Regions from separate parts of the Muntiacus reevesi genome. Here region 2 is linked to region 1. Evidence: chromatin contacts called from public Hi-C data. All regions are on one chromosome and are shown on one strand. The core of a region is the stretch at or near the end of the contact, and the rest is flanking DNA. Distances in the headings are between cores, read along the strand shown. Region 1 holds the start of ZNF614 (zinc finger protein 614). Region 2 holds the start of PPP2R1A (protein phosphatase 2 scaffold subunit Aalpha).

Region 1 (6,971 bases), core at 1,880-4,379:
TCCAGAGTTAATTTCTTTGATATAATAAGGATATTTAACCCAGTTTACAAATGATGAGTGTTGCTTTTAGGGGAAAAAGAAAAGGACATTTGCCATACAGTATTGTGGCAGTATTCAGTATCCAACTGCATGGTAAGTAATTCATTCCTTTAAAAATATTTGTTAAGCATCTACATTTGGCCAGACACTGTTTTAGTCACTGGAGACTCATCAGTGAATAAAACAGGCAAAGCCACGGCCTTCATGGAGCATACAGTCTAGTGAAGGTGACTGAGTAAATACACATCAGAATATCAGTTCTGATCAATGTTTTGGAGAAATATTAAACCTAGTACATATGCTGTCATGGGGAAGCTATTTTAGAAAGGGTTTCCAAGGAAGGCTCTTGTGGGCAAATGTAATTTGAATCAACATCTAAATGTACCAGGGGGAGCCAACAAGATCTGTTGTGAGCCAAGAACACCCTAGATGTGTTTCTAAGTGTTTTCTCTGGGCTTCCTGCCTCAGGATTCTCTGAGAGGCTTGTCAAAGATGCAAGCTCTTGAGTCACACTGCAGACCCAAACCAGAACCTGTGAGACTGGGGACCCCAGACTCTGGGTTTCTAAAATGACCTTTCTGATCTATACTTAAATTTGAACAGCTCTGCCCTAAATCCCAGATTAGTGCAGCCACTCCCACCCCACATTGTCAGAGGATGGATTCTGGGCAGATATTCTACAACAAAGAATCAGACATGAGGGCCCCACCCACCAGGTCCTCAGATGCTTTCTCCTTGTCCTTCTGTGAACCTGCGGATGCTGCCATGGCAGGGTCAGAGCAGCTCATTCCTGAAACTGATCAGTCAGGGTCACAGAATGGGCTGCCCTGAGTTCTCTGGACCACATGCTCAACTCACCTTTCAGAGTTTGACATCTCAGGTGAATAGGGCTGGAATTTAATCTCTGAAGGGAATGTAATACTATTATTAAAACAAATTCTTAATGTATAAAAATTAAAAAGCACATGTAAACAAATTTTATCACCCATATTATACCTAAGAGCAAAATACCATTAACAATACATTCTCCAAATTTCAAATGCAGGTAAGTATATTTTTTACAAAAGAAAAATGAGACAAGTCTATATTTACTATATTATGAACATCTACATCATTCAGTATTCTAAAACTTTTCTAAAATGGACATGTTTTCATAATAAAGTAAAATATAATTACTATACAAAGATATTAACAATGAAGAATTGCAAAAACTGGGAATGTGAAAACTTATATTCTCTACTCATAAGCACAAAGTAATCCAAGCTAAATAGTTAACCAATCAGAATTTTCAAGACAAACATTTATGGTTTGTTCTCATAAAAGGATCAAAATATATACACTATCCTGCAGATGCTTTTTATCTTCTGAAGAATACTTCAGTTCAGTTCAGTTGCTCAGGTGTGTCCAACTGTTTGCAACCCCAAGGACTGCAGCAAGCCAGGCCTCCCTGTCCATCACCAACTCTCAGAGTTTACTCAAACTCGTGTCCATTGAGTCAGTGGTGACATCCAATCATCTCATCCTCTGTTGTCCCCTTCTCCTCCTGCCTTCAATCTTTCCCAGCATCAGGGTCTTTTCAAATGAGTCAGTTCTTTGCATCAGGTGGCCAAAGTATTCGAGTTTCAGCTTCAGCATTAGTCATTCCAATGAATATTCAGGACTGATTTCCTTTAGGATGGTCTGGTTGGATCTCCTTGCAATCCAAGGGACTCTCAAGAGTCTTCAACACCACAGTTCAAAAGCATCAATTCTTCCATGCTCAGCTTTCTTTATAGTCCAACTCTCACATCCATACATGACTACTGGAAAAACCATTTTCCTTATTTATACTAACAATCTTTAAATGTTATATACTGTTATACTGAGTGGATAGCCCATAATTTACCAAAGCATCTATTACTGTACACTTAGGCTTTTCCTTTGTTTATTATGAAAGCCTCTGTGGTTAATAAAACTTTTTACCAAATATATCGTTGGAATTAGAATTGCTGGGTCAAAGAATGAAAAATTTAAATTGGATCTAGGTTGCCTTCTAAAAATCATCTTTAGACCCTCTAGAACTACACTTCCCATGCCTACATAAAAATAACATTTTAAAGCATTTTTTTCATGTGTGAACTATGCCAATCATGATAATTGCATTATCTCATAATTTTACATCCTCAAATGCCCCACAGTCACTATTTACTTTTGAAAACATACAGTTCACACATTTTCACCTCATCCTCTTACCCACTAGATGTCGCTATGTGTCCATCCCACGCGGATCTTAGTTTTTTTTTTTTTTTTTTTTTTTTTTTTTTTTTTTTTAATCGCGATATACCTCTAGCTATTCTGGTTTAGCCGGTGGCAAAAATGCGGACCGGCTGAGCCACTGAACTGAACTATAGATAAGCAACCTGCTTGCAATGCAGATGCCCAAGCTTCGATCCCTAGGTCCGAAAGATTCCCCCGCAGAAGGGCATGGCAAGCCACTCCAGTATTCTTGCTTGGAGAATCTCATGTATAAAAGAACCTGGCGGGCTACAGCCCGTGGGATCGCAAAGAGTCGGACACTACTGAAGTGACTTTGCATGCATACCTCTACAAAAGCTGTTAGTTCTTCTAAACTACATAAGCCCTTACCCACTCCACATTTAACTGCTTTCTCCACAAACCTAAGATTATAAGTGACCACTACTTTTGTCAACTCAGTGGCCGGTGCCTCTCCACAGAGAGGTCTCGGCTTCTATTAGATTTTAATCTTCCCAAGTCACCGGGAGCCTGTGCCCTTTCCGTCGTACGGACACCTGCCCTCTATCATGGCCGCGCCCTTCGGGGACCAGCTCTAAAGTTCACAAAGGTTCGCCACCATCTTTCTTTTTTCCTCAGCCGGCTGAACTCGCCACTTGACCTTGGAAGGGCATTGACCTCTGAAATCTTAACGCAGTTAGTACAGAATGGTTGGTCATTCCTTGCAACCAGGAGGGAAAAGCATTTAGGGTGAGAGGAATGATTTCAACTTCTTTCCACAGCCGTTACGGCCTGTCTCGTCAGAAACGCCAAGGTGGGTGTGGCCATGTTACGTCATAAAGCGGAGTCCGCTGACGGAATCCGGAAATCCGGCAGCGCTCCAAGGTCGTCGGCTGATAATCTGAACCTGAAGGTCTACCTCCTGAAGGACTGTGAAAGGCGTCGGTAGAGAAAGTGGGCTGCAGCATTCTGTTGCTGCCAGTGGTGTCTGAGCGGGTTTGGGATCAGGTGAGTTTAATCTGGCATTTAGACGGCCTGGTGGGGGCTCTCAGTATTTGAGGAGGTCTGGGGTCCTTGGAGAATCCGCAGGCTCGGGATCGAATGCCGGAAACAGACCTGAAGGCTGCATTTCTCCAGTTAATTCGAGTACAATCCTCTCCTAGTAAGTCCTCAAGGTCTCTACTAAAAACTTTGGCTCCCCGCATCACCACTGTTCTCACCATCCTCACAAAATTCAGTGTGGTTGATCTAGTTATAAATTTACAGTTTTTAATGTAGTTTAATATAGTTTCCGTTCCTCTTGTCCCGAAGTTTACTATACTTCTTTTGGATATTTCCGCTTAGAGTCATTCTTACTCAAAAGCTTCTCCCTTACCCTATATTCTGTTCTGCAGTGCGAATTTTTTAATAGGCGGTTAATATACCAAAGATTTTTTTTAAACATTTGAGATTATCTGTGTAAGCATGATGGGTGACTGTATCACTTAATTTCTCTGTTCTCAACACATTTGCATCTGAAATATTTATACTTTTTAAAAATAGTTCCAGTAGTGTCAACTCAGGTTGGTGAACCACTGGCATGGTGTCTGGAATGGAGGTAGTTTTGACATAAGTATTCAAAAATATTCGATTATACTTTCATTAACCCATTTTGACTTTCTGATTACTTTCTGATTCTACCACTCCACTTAAAAATTTATGGCGCCTTTTTTTTCTCCCCCCCCCCCCCCCCCGAGATTTCTGGCTACTTTTATTTCTTGGTGAACACTTTTCCTTGACCTTTTTTGGAAATTTCAGTTGATGGGTTCTTTTTTGTTTGGTTGGTTTGGGGGTTTTTTTACTGTAGTAAAGGAAGTCTTTTTTTATTGTAGTATTATTTGCTGCAAAATTCACCAAGTATAAATATACATTTCAGTACTTTGAATTTCTAGAGTTGCACAGTTCAATTTTAAAACATTTCTGTCACCCCAGAAATTTTCCTTGATCTCTGTACACTCAAGTTTCCACTCCTATATACTCATGAAAGTATCAACGCCTTGAAGACAGTGAACATACCTGTCACGTTGAGAAGTTTCATCGTGTTCCTTTTTAATCTCTGCCTGTCATATTCCGCACACCTCCCCAAGCAACCACCAATCTATTCAACCACCAATCTATTCTACATTACAATAGGTTACTTTATAATTTTAAAAACATTTATGTAAATTGAATCATACAGTGTACATTCATTTTCATTCTAACTTGTTTCATCAGCATTCAATTCAGTTCAGTTGCACAGTCGTGTCCAACTCTTTGTGACCCCATGGACTGCAGCACGCCAGGCCTTCCTGTCCATCACCAACTCCCAGAGTTTACTCAAACTCGTGTCCATTGAGTCGGTGATGCCATCCAACCATCTCATCCTCTGTTGTCCCCTTCTCCTCTTGCCTTCTATCTTTCCCGGCATCAAGGTCTTTTCAGATGAGTCAGTTCTTTGCATCAGGTGGCCAAAGCAATGGAGTTTCAGCTTTAGCATCAGTCCTTCCAATGAATATTCAGGGCTGATTTCCTCTAGGATAAACGGGTTGAATCCAAGGGACTCTCAAGAGTCTTCTCCAGCAGCACAGCTCAAAACAATTAATTCCTCCGTGCTCAGCTTTCTTTATAGTCCAATTCACATCCATACATAACTACTGGAAAAACCATAGCCTTGACTAGACAGACCTTTGTTGGCAAAGTAATGTCTCTGCTTTTAAATATGTTGTCTAGGTTGGTCATAACTTTTCTTCCAAGGAGTAAGTGTCTTTTAATTTCATGGCTGCAGTCACCATCTGCAGTGATTTTGGAGCCCCAAAAATAAAGTCAGCCACTGTTTCCCCATCTATTTGCCATGAAGTGATGGTACTGGATGCCATGATCTTTGTTTTCTGAATGTTGAGCTTTAAGCCAACTTTTTCACTCTCCTCTTTCACTTTCATCAAGAGGCTCTTTAGTTCTTTGCTTTCTACCATAAGATTGGTGTCATCTACATATCTGAGGTTATTGATATTTCTCCCGGCAATCTTGATTCCAGCTTGTGCTTCCTCCAGCCTAGCGTTTCTCATGATGTAGTCTGCATATAAGTTAAATAAGCAGGGTGACAGTATACAGGCTTGATGTACTCCTTTTCCTATTTGGAACCAGTCTGTTGTTCCATGTCCAGTTCTAACTGTTGCTTCCTGACCTGCATACAGATTTCTCAAGAGGCAAGTCAGATGGTCTGGTATTCCCATCTCTTTCAGAATTTTCCACAGTTTATTGTGATCCACACAGTCAAAGGCTTTGGTATAGTCAATAAAGCAGAAATGGATATTTTTCTGGAACTCTCTTGCTTTTTCAGTGTTCCATTGGATGTTGGGAATTTAATCTCTGGTTCCCCTGCCTTTTCTAAAACCAGCTTGACATGTACTGTTGAAGCCTGGCTTGGAGAATTTTGAGCATTACTTTAGTAGCATGTGAGATGAGTGCAATTGTGCTGTAGTTTGAGCACTCTTTGGCATTGCCTTTCTTTGGGATTGGAATGAAAACTAACCAGTCCTGTGGCCACTGCTGAGTTTTCCAAATTTGCTGGCCTATTGAGTGCAGCACTTTCACAGCATCATCTTTCAGGATTTGAAATAGCTCAACTGGAATTCTATCATCTCCACTAGCTTTGTTCCTAGTGATGCTTTCTAAGGCCCACTCTACTTCGCCTTCAGGATGTCTGGCTCTAGGTGAGTGATCACACCATCGTGATTATCTGGGTCATGAAGATCTTTTTTGTATAGTTTTTCTGTGTATTTTTACTACCTCTTCTTAATATCTTTTGCTTCTGTTAGGTCCATACCTTTTCTGTCCTTTATTGAGCCCATCTTTGCATGAAATGTTCCCTTGGTATCTCTAATTTTCTTGAATATTTTGAAATTCATCCTTATGTGTATCCGTAGTTCATTTTTGTTGGTTTGTATTCCATTGTGGAATGATTAGTTCATTCATTAATTCGCCTGTTGCTGACTAGTTGTGTTTCCAGGTAGCTATTACAGATAAAGCTTCTGTGAACACTCATGTTCAGATCTATATTTATATGTTTGTCTTTCTCCTGAGTAAATTCCCAGTGGTTGAATGGCTAAATCCTGTGGTAGGTGTATGTCTAACTTCAAGAAACTGCTAAACTGTTCTCTGAAATGGCTGTACTTTATATCCAGGAAAAACAGATGGATGGCTGTTGGGTGTCTCCACATTTTGTATAGTTTTTCTTTTTAATTCTAATAGGTATGGAGGCAGTATCTTGTGGTTTTAATGTTTATTTACGTAGTGATGGCTAATGATCCTGAGCATTGTTTCATGTGCTTAGCTGCCATCCATGTATCTTCCTTGAAGTATCTGTTCAGGTCATTTGCAATTTTCTTGTGTTTTCTTATTGATTTTTGAGAATTCTTTGTATATTCTGAATACAGATTCTTCCTTTACCAGTTACTTGCTTTTCAAAGATTTTCTCCTGGTCTTTGACTTCACTTTCAATATTCTCTTAACAATATGTTTTGAACAGCAGAAGAATTTTATTTTTATGCAGTCCAGTGTCTGAACTTTTTTTAAGGACTCATTCTTTTGATGTTGTACCCATACAACTACACCTAACTACAAGTTCAGAGGATTTTCACCAGTTTTTTTCTTCTAGAAATTTTGGAGTTTTTTGAGGGGGT
Region 2 (6,971 bases), core at 2,734-5,233, 180 kb after region 1:
GCATGTGTGAATACTGAATTATATATTTTTCTGATAAGTTAACAAATTTCAATTTATTCAGATATGTGACATTATTCTTTCTTTTCATCTGTTCTCACCTCTCACTGCTCATCCAGGTTAATACCACCTCACCCATGAAGTGTCCTGTTAAATCTGTCTCTTTCTGCCTCCTCCGGCCTTTTAACACCACCACACAGGTGGTGCTAGTGGTAAAGAATCCACCTGCTAATGCAGGAGACAAGAGAGATGCAGGTTTGACCCCCTGGAGGAGGGAATCACAGCCCACTCCAGTATTCTCGCCTGGAGAATCCCATGGCAGAGGAGCTAGGTGGGCTGCAGCCCCCGGGGTCAGAGAGTCAGACACGACCGAGCGACTTAGCACAGCAGCACCACACAACCAAGGTCAGTTTTGGTGTCAGAAATCTTCAGTGAGTCTTTTTGCTCAGTTACTCCCAAAAGTTGAAGGGAAAGGTGTACCTTATTGGGAGACAGTTCTCCATGACCCTCTCATCTTATTTTTCATGTTGTATACCAGCTTCTGTTCTGGACTACTTTGAAAGGATTTTTATATAACCTCCTTGGAATATGGCAGTAGTGTCTGTCTTGGGCACAAGGGCAGATTCATTATCTAACTAATATAATAAACAAAATGTCTTCCTTGGAAGAAGAGTTTGATAGATGTACTTACGATCCACACTGGAAGATTAGGATTTCTTAAGCATAATGGTCTCCATCTGTGACACAGACCCCTGCTATGGGTGTGGCATCCCCCTGGACTTCTTTGCACAACCCCTGTGGGGCTTGTGGGAACAAAAGGGACCAGGTATGAACTTGAAGCTCTTGCTGCCTGTTGTGCCACACATAATAATGGCTTCTGTCTCAGTTCGAGGCGTCTCACGTCTCATGCCAGCATCCATGAAACTGGCAAGGTAACTTGGTTTGCAAATGGGATAAAACCTTACACCCTTTACATTTCTTGACAATTTTTGAAATGAGGATGGGGTAGTGACTGAACCAACACAACAAGCAGCCTTCATGTATTATCACAAAAGCAGAGGGAAGCTAAATAGATGAGGTAGTTGGGGGCCTATCTCAGTCTGTTTGGGCTGCTGTAATGAAATTCCAGACAGCGGGTGGTTCATAAACATCAATTTATTTCTCTCAATTCACAAGGCTGAGTCTGAGATCTGGATGACAGCATGGTCAGGTGAGGGCCCTCTTCTGGGCTGCAGACTTCTGGCTGTATCTTTACAAGGCAGAAGAGGGCAAGAGAGCTCGTTCAGGCCTCTTTTGAAAGGTCATTATAATCCCATTCATGACCTAATCTCTTTCCAAGGCTCCATCTCTTAATACCATAACCTTGGGAGTTGAGTTTCAGTGGAATTTTAAATTTTGAATATGAATTTTGAGCGCACACAAACAGACCGTAACAGGATCCTTTGGAAAAATTCAGCATCCTGCATCAGAACATATCAGAAATTGTGTGATATGCTTGTGTTTCCACATCCCACAGAGGTGACTGTTCCAGTAGGGGGAGATGCAGGTAGACAAGTGTTAGTGATACACATTACCTTTTTACTTGCCTCCAGCAAGTGGTGAGGATTTTGGTCAAGCGCCACTAACATCTGATGTACAAAGTTTTCATTATATAAATTATATTCTCTTTGTTGGCAAGTTAGAGGCCCCAGCCTCCATAGCCTTGTCTAACTTGTCATCACATCTCTGCCAGTTGGGGTAGCTGATATAACCTGACCAAATTCAAATCCTATTTTCCAGTGAAAGTTTAATGGGATTCTTTGGGCAGATTACCATGCTCAATCGTTCCATCAGTGAAAAGAAAAACTATTGTTTCTTGGACTCCCCATTAGCCAAATGAGGCCCAAAACTCACTACACTCCTGGGACATGGGAGACAATGTCCTAATGATTTTGTCAGTTAATACCTCTGGCAAAGGGATGCAGCCTCCACTTAAAAGTCCCCACTGCTTTATGAACTCAGGGCCACTCTGACAATACCAACAGGTGCACTGCTTATAAACAGCAGTAATTAGCTTGCCAATAAATGCACCTCAAAACTGAAGCCTGATCTGTAGAAGCCTTGCGATTCTCGGGCTTGATATTCCAAATTTGGGGATGAATCAACTTGGACTCCACTGCCACCAAGGTACAAAGGGCCCCCAAAGTCCTGCATCTTACGGGAATCATTTATTCGAGAATGAACCCAGACTGGCTCCAGCAGCATCCTGGCTTTATAGGAATAAGTGGCATCTATCCCTTTGGGGGAAATTTTCAGCTCTACACTATTGCCAAAGCCAATGGCACTTCCAATCCTCAGTCCTCGAGCCCTCCCTAAATGCATGGTCTGACATACACGGATGCTTTAGGCAAGCTGAAACCTAACGGTGCTCCCTGGGCCGCTGTGGTTCTGCAGTATTAGCGCCAGCTGTGCAGAAACAGAAAACAGACGTGGTCAGACACCTGAACAATTGCCAGCGTGTCCAGGTGGCACACAGCGTTTAGTGTGCCTTGGACATCCCTCTTTTAGGATGTGAGCTGTGGAAACAAGCTGTTGTGCTGAGAGAACTGTTTGGGTCACTGGCTGAACTACCTTTGGTCAGGGTCTTTTCTGTGAAGAGTCTGACCAGAATCAAGCTGCTGACTGCATCTATGAGCTGCAGAGGCTGTCTCTGCATGGCACACTTGGGACTCTGGTGGGGGGGAGCTTTGTTGAGGTGTAACTGACAAAATTATAAGATATTTAAAGCGCATCCTTAGCTAAGGAGATTTATAGCCTCCACGAGTTGGCAGAGTAGGGGTTGGGGGAAGATCCTGGGAATAAGATGTTGAAGCTGAAACTCCAATACTTTGGCCACCTGATGCGAAGAGGTGACTCATTTGAAAAGACCCTCATGCTGGCAAAGATTGAGGGGAGGAGAAGAGGACAACAGAGGATGAGATGGTTGGATGGCATCACCGACTCAACGGATATGGGTTTAGGTAGACTCTAGCAGTTGGTGATGGACAGGGAGGCCTGGCGTGCTGCGGTTCATGGGGTCGCAAAGAGTCGGACACGACTGAGCGACTGAACTGAACTGGGAATAAGGAGGAAAAGACTGAAATATGCAACGTCTCCCTGGCTCAACCCCCGCTCCCTTTTATAAGGAGCAGTTTCCTAACTGGAGTGGGTCTTTAGCAGATTCAGCTAAGGGATACGAATTTTGAGAGAGAGGGAGGGAGGGAGAGAGATTGACTGATTACGTGGCTCTGGGTGCTTGGCCAAGACTGAAGAGAGGACGGGAAGAGGATATAGGTAGAGATCTGACGATTTAATAGGAACTGCTTCCCAGATAGAACGTACAGTTTGGGCAAAGGCTTGTTGGCATGAAAAAGCATGACGTGCTCAAGCAGTTAATTTTCCAAAACTGCTGAAGAGTAAAAAGGGGAGGTGGGAGGCAGGCGTTCAGGAATCAGATCCACGCCTGAGGGGCGTTGGGTTTTACCCAGAGTAAGGCAAGTCGCCACCCTTCTCGGGGCCTCAGCAAAACAAGGCATAAATCAAAGACCCACTCTCTCCTCCTTTCCCACAAAAGTTCAGGAGTCCGCTTGCCAGCAAGAGGAACTACTACCTCCCAAACCAAAACCTGCAGATAGTTCTGGTAGCCCTGCCAATGACGTCATGCATTCCTAGCAACGCAGGCGCAGAAGAACTCGGAGAGGCACTGGCTTAGCCACCTCCCAATCTTGCTCTTCATTGGCTAGAAACAACCACTCGTCTAGGCCGATGTTAGCGGCGACCTAGGCGGGCCCAATCTTGGTCGCTAAGATACCACGTACTTCCGTTTCCTCCTCCCCCTCTCCTAGGCTCCGGCAAACTTAATCTCGTCCCTTCGGCCAATGGCAAATGGGCGGTAGGCGGGACCTTATTTGTTCGGACCAAAGAAACGCAGGCTCGGCCCGGAGTATCGCGGCCAATGAATGTGGGGTAGCCCCTGTAAAGTGGCTCGGGCGTCCCCACGCCTTTCTTTCCTCCTCCCAGCCCAACCCCTCCCTATCCCGGTTTTAGCACGGCGCTGGCCGCAGTCTTGACAGGAACGGGACGGGCCCAAGATGGCGGCGGCGGACGGCGACGACTCGCTCTACCCCATCGCGGTCCTCATAGACGAGCTCCGCAACGAGGATGTTCAGGTCCGGAAGCAACGGGAACTTGAGGAAGAAGGGAAAGGGGACCTGGGGGCACGGGCGTCCCTCGCGGACAAGGTTCAGTGTTCGCTGGGAGTGGCGGAAGGGGCGGCGGCCAATCAGCGTTCCGTTTTCATCTGTTATGGTCCCCGGACTCGATGAGACGGCGCCCGGGATTGGGTGTCGGCCCAGCGGAGGGCGGGCGCGAAGGCGAGCTTGGAGGGTCCCGGGCCTGCCAAGTGCGCGCGGGGCCCCGGGCCTACGAGGCCGCGGCTCTGGAGAGGGTCGACCGATTGGGTTGGGTGAGAGGGGAAGGAACGGCTCGGTGATTGGCGGCAGCAGCCCTTGAATGGCGCCTTGGGGATGGGGTGGGCGCGTGACTTGCTCTGAGTGGGGGAGGGGCCGCCTGCTTGGTGGGGGTCCGGGTAGTTTTCACCCTTCAAGGTTTCAGCGGCTAAGGCTGCGCTGTGGGATAAACTTTCCAAATGGAGACTGAGACGTGAAGACTGACTTTCCAATTCCTGCCCGCCCACTCTCTCCAGTTTTGGTGTAGACCCCCGAAGGGGAAGGGGGCGAAAAGCTCCCTCCCAAAGCGGGAACTGGCCAAATTCAGGTACGAATTACGAGGTGAAAACTAGCCCCCTTTCCGGGATCCTCCCGTTGAGTGGAGGGTGGGCAGTGTACTAAACGGACTAACATTTCTAATGTGTGGGAGCGGGGGTCTCAGATATCTGAACCCAGCAGGCGAAGGGTTGAGAAGAGGTAGGGTTCTAGGGTTTGCCTATCCCAGCCCTGCCTCTCATCCGAATGACCTTGGGCCGATTACTTCACCGATCTGGGCCTTTGTTTTCCGTAAACTGGTCTAATAATAGTCCTGTCTCATTGGTAGGTTGTAAGGGGCTGAACGAGTTAATAATACGAGTCATATAGAACGGCGCCCGGTCTGTTGTAAGGGCCGAATAAATGTTAGCTGTAATTGTGGGGAGTGGTGATTGAAAAGTTTCGATCCTCCCTATGGGCCTCAATTTCCCCGTTTATAAAATTGCGCGAGTTACACTGGCCCAGCCTCAGTGGTTTGGGCTCTTATGACCGTAGTTTGGGAGTCAGAACAGCAAGGCCAGCGTGGTGGCTGCACAGTGAATGTCGAAGTGGTGGCAGATGAGGATTAATCCAGAGCTAGATCAAGTGAGGCCTGTGGACCAGCAAGGCAAAGACTTTGGTGAGGTGGAGGAGCCAGTGCCAGGCTTTGCTTAGAGGAATGACATGCTGTGACTTCTCACCCTCGAATAGGGGCCAGGCAGGATCAGAGAGCCCTATCTGGATGCCACTGCAGAGCAGCACCAGCATTGGCAGGATTAGGGGTATCTGGTGGTTTTGATGCCGTGTGGTGAGTGATGGAGGAGGAGGAGTCAGGATGACTGAGCTTTGAATCCTAGCGCTCCCTGTGTGCCCTGGACCAGTTAGTGCCTTGCCTGTTCTGGGTCCAGATTCCTCATCTGTAAGGAATAGTGATGAGTGAGGAGGAAGCAGCACCTACCTGGTTGGGAGGTTGCAGTGGAATTGGCCCCTTAAGTGGCTGCCTCAGAGAAGGCATTCAGTGATGACCTCATTCAGTTGTCATAGCAGTTTATGGTTTTCTCTTTGGAAAGTGAGGTTCAAAGAAATTGCTTCCTTAGCCAGTAAGAAACAGTGGCTGGGTTGCATTGTCTCAGGGGTGTTTGGGGCACCACATTTCTTAAAATGTGGTCCACTGGTGGAGAAGCCAGGTTTCTGTGTTACTTAGACTGTCTGCTTCAGTTTTCTCACCTATGAAGTGGGAAAAGGGAATTCCCTGGCGGTCCAGTGTCTGGAACTCGGCACTTTCACTGCATTGGGCTCAGAGTTCAGTCTGTGGTTGGGGAATTAGGGTCCTGCAAGCCGTGCAGTGGAGACTCCCCCCCCCCCCCCAAAGTAATACTTAGCACTTCATAGGGATGTTTCAAGGATTAAATAGGTTAGTACACGGAAACTGCTTAGAACAGTGCACGACATGTTTTAAGTTTTCATTAAATTTAGTCTGCTGGTTGTAAGATGAGAGCTTCATTTCTCAAAGGTGAGGTGCTTCAGACATTTAAAAACTGTTCTCTTAATGGTTACTATAGAGCAATGGGTCTTAACAGGTTGTCACGACTGGTGGTGGGGGAAGCTCCCCAACATCATGCACTGCCCAGGCCATCCCTTCACAAGGGATGGCCCAGCCCCAGAGGTGGTGCCAAGGCTGAGGAACCCTGCTGTATGCCAGCCTGCTAAGTGCTTTATGTGTGTTTGTTGAGTCCTCACAGAAGACATCTGAGATAGGTGCTGGGTTTTTTTCCAGTAAATGATTTTTCATTGTCAGATCTCACGCCACAGAGAAAATAGTACCAAATCCAGTTTTTAAAAAAAATTTTGTCATGTTTTTTCACCTGTTTCTCCCCCCCCCACACACTTTTTTTTTCCCTGAAGTATTTTAAAAATAAAACCCACGCCCCAGATACTTTCTCCTACATACTTCATTTTGCACCTCTAAAACCATGGACTTTTTTTATTTGGCTGTGTGGCACAGCATGTGGGATATTTGTTCCCGTACAAGGGATCAGACTGCAGGGTGCCCCCTGCATTGGAAGCATGGAGTCTTAACCTGTGGACCACTAGGGATCCTAAAACCATGGGCATTTTAATAACCACATTGCCATTATCATACATCAGTTCAATTCAGTCACTCAGTCATGTCCGACTCTTTGTGACCCCATGGACTGCAGCATGTCAAGCCTC

What was found. A called contact is a pair of places that touch in the nucleus more often than the background predicts.
Region 2: a Hi-C map of muscle shows a contact between it and region 1, with 4 times the contacts expected there. The contact joins the promoter of PPP2R1A here to the promoter of ZNF614 in region 1. A contact is called at or near these places in 2 of 3 Hi-C or Micro-C datasets (blood and muscle).

What each region holds. Positions count from the first base shown.
Region 1 is chr2:271,773,480-271,780,450 of mMunRee1.1, forward strand. ZNF614 (zinc finger protein 614) reads left to right here and starts at 3,130. Exons shown (of 5, transcript XM_065926573.1): 1 at 3,130-3,279.
Region 2 is chr2:271,956,993-271,963,963 of mMunRee1.1, forward strand. It overlaps PPP2R1A (protein phosphatase 2 scaffold subunit Aalpha), which reads left to right and starts at 3,984. Exons shown (of 15, transcript XM_065926680.1): 1 at 3,984-4,184. The coding sequence starts at 4,107.